Linked DNA regions of Mus musculus: region 2 is linked to region 1. A link is a contact called in public HiChIP or PLAC-seq data. All regions are on one chromosome and are shown on one strand. The core of a region is the stretch at or near the end of the contact, and the rest is flanking DNA. Distances in the headings are between cores, read along the strand shown. Region 1 holds the start of P2ry1 (purinergic receptor P2Y, G-protein coupled 1). Region 2 holds the start of Arhgef26 (Rho guanine nucleotide exchange factor (GEF) 26).

The links. HiChIP or PLAC-seq counts read pairs in DNA pulled down with a chosen protein or histone mark.
Region 2: a contact with region 1 is called in an H3K27ac HiChIP or PLAC-seq map of embryonic stem cells, with 9 times the contacts expected there. The contact joins the promoter of Arhgef26 here to the promoter of P2ry1 in region 1. A contact is called at or near these places in 5 of 39 promoter capture datasets (cranial neural crest, hippocampal neurons, liver and 2 more), 2 of 484 Hi-C or Micro-C datasets (both in embryonic stem cells) and 2 of 115 datasets of contacts at active chromatin or transcription factors (embryonic forebrain and embryonic stem cells).

Annotation. Positions count from the first base shown.
Region 1 is chr3:61,001,380-61,004,236 of GRCm38.p6, forward strand. P2ry1 (purinergic receptor P2Y, G-protein coupled 1) reads left to right here and starts at 1,406. Exons shown (of 2, transcript NM_008772.5): 1 at 1,406-2,857. The coding sequence starts at 2,063.
Region 2 is chr3:62,337,355-62,340,211 of GRCm38.p6, forward strand. Arhgef26 (Rho guanine nucleotide exchange factor (GEF) 26) reads left to right here and starts at 1,423. Exons shown (of 14, transcript NM_001081295.1): 1 at 1,423-2,857. The coding sequence starts at 2,143.

The DNA of each region.
Region 1 (2,857 bases), core at 156-2,655:
CACCATGTAAGTAATGGGATCAAGCTCAAGTCCTCAGGCTTGGCGGTAAGTGCCTAATGCCTTTAGTGGCTGAGACAGATCACCAACTCCTTGAGTGTTTTTAAGGGAACAAAGTCATTTAATATATGAAACTAGAATGAAATGGCTATAGAATATAATCGAAGGTATTCTATCCTCGTACTTTTTTTTTACAAGAAAAAATGTATTTGTTAATATGGCACATAAAATACATTAATCAGTAGATTGTCAAGAAGGGCTTGGTTCCATTCTTGGGTGGGTCTGTTTAATCATGTCTTCAGGTAGGAAACAATCCATTTAGTTTACAATTAAACACTTTTTTTTTATATATTGCCCACATTTTTTATGCATTTGGAACCCTAGACTAAGATTTACAAAAAATAAAATAATTACATTGGTCTCTGTCTAAATTTGAAAGGTATCTACTAGAGGAACAGGCATTTTAAGAAATAAGATTCACAATAAAGCCAAACTGTAAAGTTATCCCTCAACAAATGAACCCTCTTTCTTTATAAAGCTGTGTTTAATATTCAGCTTGATTCAGAATCATTTTCACTGTAGTCTCTATTATTTAAATGTATGTAAATGGTAACTGGAGGTTGGAGGGAGGGCGCTTGTTCTTTCCAGCAAGTGTTAGCAGTCAAGTTGGACTGATGATGTGTGCTGCGTTAACTAAGCAGTTAGACCAGGTTCTTATGTACATTCTCACAATAATGTTACCAGTGATGCCGGTGTATTAGCATTTTTCTAAGTAGTGCAAAAAATAGTATTTGGATAAAGCAAACAACAATAAAAACAAACAGACATGAAGGGCAGAAAGCGACTTGCCCATGCCGCTTACCACCCTCACTCATTCAGAGCTGGCACCCTCTGGGATCAGCAGGTTCCTACACGCGTTGGGCAAAGCAAGGCGCTGTGCAGGGCCAGGGCGTGCCCACCTGCAAACCGCTGGTTGTCTGGAGCCTGCAAACACCTTGCGAGTTCCGGGGAGGCTCCGGAGATGTCTGTCTCAGACTGCTCAGCTCAAAGCTTTAGACACAACGCTGCCAGCGTCCAGAAGGTTTTCAGCGTGTCAGCAACTTCACTTTACAGAGCTAGCTGGTGGAGGACCGAGGAAACCCCTCCAGCCATACGCTGGCCAGAAGCCACCGCTGCCCTAGAGCACCTTTTGTTCTGACCACTGATTCGAGTGGTGGCGGCCTTGCCAGGCGTGCAGGGGCACCGCGATCTCTGCTTCCAGAGGCCACCTCCCGCCCTGGGCGCCCAGCCCTGAGCCGGCGGCCCGGAGCTTGCACGGCGGAGACACGCCCCTTGCCTCCCCGCGGAGCACAGACTCGCCCGGGCTCCTAGGCTCCGCCCACCCCGCTGGGAGCCTGGCTTTCTCTCCTGCCCCCTGCACTCGAGACCCAGCCGAGCGCGGAGACGAGCTGCAGCCTTCATGGACTGTGAGCGGGGTACAGGGTAGGTAGTACGCCAGGGTCCGAGGCCACGCGCTCTCCAAAAGACCTCCAAGGTTGAGCGCGGGCTCAGAATGTGGCCGGAAGAAGAGTCGCGGCGTCCCTGGTGAAGGTCCCGGGTTGCAAGGTAGGGAGTAGGCAGATGGCCAGGCAAAGTTGATCAGAGAGGAGGTGGTTGGCCTGCGCCTTCGGGCCGCTGGGAACAGCCGAACTACTTGGACTTGACCCGCCGCGCCCCAGGCGCTCTGAGCAGCGCCTATCAGTCGCCCTGCGCGGGAGCGCACTTGCAAACTTGGTGGAGGTGCCCTGCGCGTCCTGTTGTGTAACCTCCGCGCCGCCAGCTGGACCGGGAAGTTGCCCGCACGTCCTTCAGCTTAGATCGGTCGCAGCTCCGGGCGAATTTCATGGCCCGCGACAAAAGCGCGGCCAGAGCCGGCGTGGGCGAGCCCCTGCGCGCTCCGACCCGTGGGGAACTCCCGCGCGCGGTCCCTGGCCTGCGCCTCCGATGCGCGCTGAGTCTCTCGCCGCTGCTGCCCGCTCGCCGCGGTCTGCCCTTTCTAGTAGCTGCCTGAGTTGGAAAGAAGAGGATGACCGAGGTGCCTTGGTCGGTTGTCCCCAACGGGACGGATGCTGCCTTTCTGGCGGGCCTGGGCTCGCTTTGGGGAAACAGTACTGTCGCCTCAACTGCAGCAGTTTCCTCTTCATTCCAATGTGCCCTGACCAAGACCGGTTTCCAGTTCTACTACCTGCCGGCTGTCTACATTTTAGTGTTCATCATAGGCTTCCTAGGCAACAGCGTGGCTATCTGGATGTTCGTTTTCCACATGAAGCCTTGGAGCGGCATCTCCGTGTACATGTTCAATTTGGCTCTGGCTGACTTTTTATACGTGCTCACCCTACCAGCCCTCATCTTCTACTACTTCAACAAGACTGACTGGATCTTCGGGGATGCTATGTGCAAGCTGCAGAGATTCATCTTCCACGTAAATCTCTACGGTAGCATCTTGTTCCTCACCTGCATCAGCGCACACAGGTACAGTGGCGTGGTGTACCCTCTCAAGTCTCTGGGCAGGCTCAAGAAGAAGAATGCCATTTATGTCAGCGTGCTGGTGTGGCTCATTGTGGTGGTGGCCATCTCCCCTATTCTCTTCTACTCTGGCACTGGGACTCGGAAAAACAAAACTGTCACCTGCTATGACACCACGTCCAATGATTACCTGCGAAGTTATTTCATCTACAGTATGTGCACGACTGTGGCCATGTTCTGCATCCCTTTGGTGCTGATCTTGGGCTGTTATGGATTAATTGTTAAAGCTTTGATTTACAATGACCTGGACAACTCTCCGCTCCGGAGGAAATCCATTTACCTGGTGATAATTGTC
Region 2 (2,857 bases), core at 173-2,672, 1.3 Mb after region 1:
GAGGTGAGCAGACTGTGACTTCTTCATCACAAGTCACCACAGCTCAAGAACCCATGTGACCTACAGGGACATTAACTTCTCAGGCCATTCTCGAAGTCTTTAAACTTTGATCACAGACTGCACTCTGATCCACGTTAAACCTGCCACTTATAAATCTCCACAACTTTCTGAAGTTAAATTTATTATATAAAACTAATATTATTGATATGAAAATCCCCTACAGCAAGGCTCCATAGATGAACATAGAATCCACTTATTTCCGTATGAAATTGTTAGTAAATCTTCTCAAAAATGATTTCGATATACATTTTGATTCCATTTGTTCGAGTTCAAAAAAGTTTCTGAGATCAAAGACCTTCACTGTGTCACTTTGGTAATTATAGAAAAACATAAAGAACCACCCTTCCTTTTGCCACCCAAAGCAGAAAGAAGCATGGCTTTAAACAGTGGGCACTCACATGAACTTTGAACACTTGGAGCCTGCCCTGTGTCTTGCTAACAACCAATTCTACAGATCTCATCAACCAAAATCATGTCTTCTCAGGTCGTACATACCTGGAATTTCACCAAGACATAGCCAACTTGGCAACCAACATCTAAAAGATATCACTGGCCCAGTTCATTTCTCTTATTCATCTACTTCCAAACTCCACAGATATTTATCACTTACTGTGTGCATGAGTCACAAATATAACCCCTGCCCTCTTCAAAACTACAATGCAAAGGCAGAATAGATTAAGCACTAATACACAGACATATAACTAAGCATTCAGATTTACAAATTTCGGTTAATGTGAAAAAGAAAGAGATCAGGTGGTTGGGGAAATCGGGGGTAATTCCAATGAAGTGACAAACCAGAAGGCCAAGAAATAAACTTGAAGGCTCTAAGACTGTGGACTTGGCTTGACTAGATAAAGCTAGTGAAAAAAGACTAGATTGAAGGGGTAGGCCCAGCCTCTTAATCTCTAATAAGGATTTGGAATTTACTTCTTGTTCGATATTTTATTCTACATACAGATTTTCAATTTATATTGTACACAACTACACACTAATAAATATTTTGTATTTTGTTTACTTTTACTGTGTGACTTTCAAACATACAGGGCACAAAGATTAGGACATTAGGACATGTAGAGTCATAGTCCACCTGGCCTCTCAGTCTCCTCTGAGTGCATACAAGCAAATCTGTCTGTAGTCCACACATTATTGCAAGCAGATGAGTGAGAGCCCGGAGTGAGGTTCAGTTTGACGCCCACAAGTGGCCCAGTGAAGTGTCGCAGCAGCACCAAGCTCCGAAGTGTTTCACCCTTCCAACCTTCCCCTCCAGGTCTAGGGATGATCAAGAAGCCCTTTCTCTGCTCTCACGACCATTCCCACGCAGTGTTCAGATCTGCGACCGCGCCCTCCAGCTGGCCCGTAGGGCGGCCGCCCGCGCTCCTGCATTCTTGCACTCAGGGTCTGGACAGGCAGCTCAGGTGTGCGCGTCCCGTTTACAATCACTGAGCGCACTCCGGGAAGGCAGGGGCGGGAACTCCTGGGCGCCTCGGTGCGAGCTTCCCCGGCGTGCTGGGGCGGGGCGTAGCGCGGGGGCGGGGCCGGCGCCGCGGGCCTCTGCTGTCCCAGGCTGAGCGGTTGTCTCCGCGCTTTAGTAAGGACCCAGGCCACCCTCGGGGACAGGGAGTACTCCTTGGTCTGTGCCCCGGAAGGGTGAGCGCGCTGGAGACCGCATACCGGGGACCGGGTGGACTGGCGCGGGGCGGGCGGCTAGATGGAGACGCGGGGGAGCGTCCCACGGCGAGCTGTCCCAGCCAGCTGAACTCTTTCCAAGGGTCCTGCGGTGGCGGCGAGCTCTCTAGGTGCCGGCGGGCTTGGGGGGCGGGAAGGACGCAGAGGAGACGGGATTCATCTGATCAACTGCGGCTCGGATCTCAGTCCTCGGTCGGGAAGCTTGGCGGGAGACGCTGTGCCCGAGAAAGGGCGGGTAAGTGCGGCGCTGCCGAGTCCCGCGCGACACCCGTGTGACCGCCGGGCTGGAACCCGGTTAGGCTCCCAGACAAGACTAGTTGTCCGGAGGCAAAGTTCCTTTCTCTTAGGCAACCTGAGCAGCTTTCCTCCTCTCGGGGCTGGCTCAAAGGCCCCGCTATGGACGGCGAAAGCGAGGTGGATTTTTCCAGCAACGGCGTCACCCCTTTGTGGCGGAGACGGTCCACCCCTCCGCTCCAGTTGCTCAGCCGGAGCAAGCCGCGGCCACAGTCGTACCAGAGCCCCAGCGGGCTGCTGATCACCGACTTCCCTGTGGAGGAGCTGGCTGCCCTTCCCACGCCGCAGACTCCGGTCCGCGTACCCGCCGACCCGGACGACAGGACGGTGTCCAGGAGCCCCCAGCTTCTGAGCGCGCATCGGAGGCCGGTGACCAATGGTCGCACGGTGTCCCCGGACTACAGAGCTGCTTCTCCTCGACTCCGACGGCCCAAGTCACCCCTGGTTTCTTACGCGGCGTCGGGCGGCTCCCCGAAGTCCACTTCTAATGGCACCGTGGCCTCGCCCGCGGCGCTGTTGTCGCGCGCCTCCCGGACTCCGGACACCCCGGCCTCTTGCGCCACCGATGAGGACTGCACCGGGGTGACTGCCAGTAAGGTATCTTCGCCCATTGCCAATGGCCTTGCCCATAAAACCGACTCATCTGGCCCAGTATCACAAACTGGTCAGCCAGCTGGGGACTTGGAGCTGGCCCCCTCGAGACTCTCTCCTGCTCTCCCACACAAGTCTTCAGAACAAAAACTGCCACTCCAAAGGCTGCCCTCCCAAGGGAATGAGCTCCCAAACCCTTCCGTGGTTTTGAGTACCAACAGCCCGG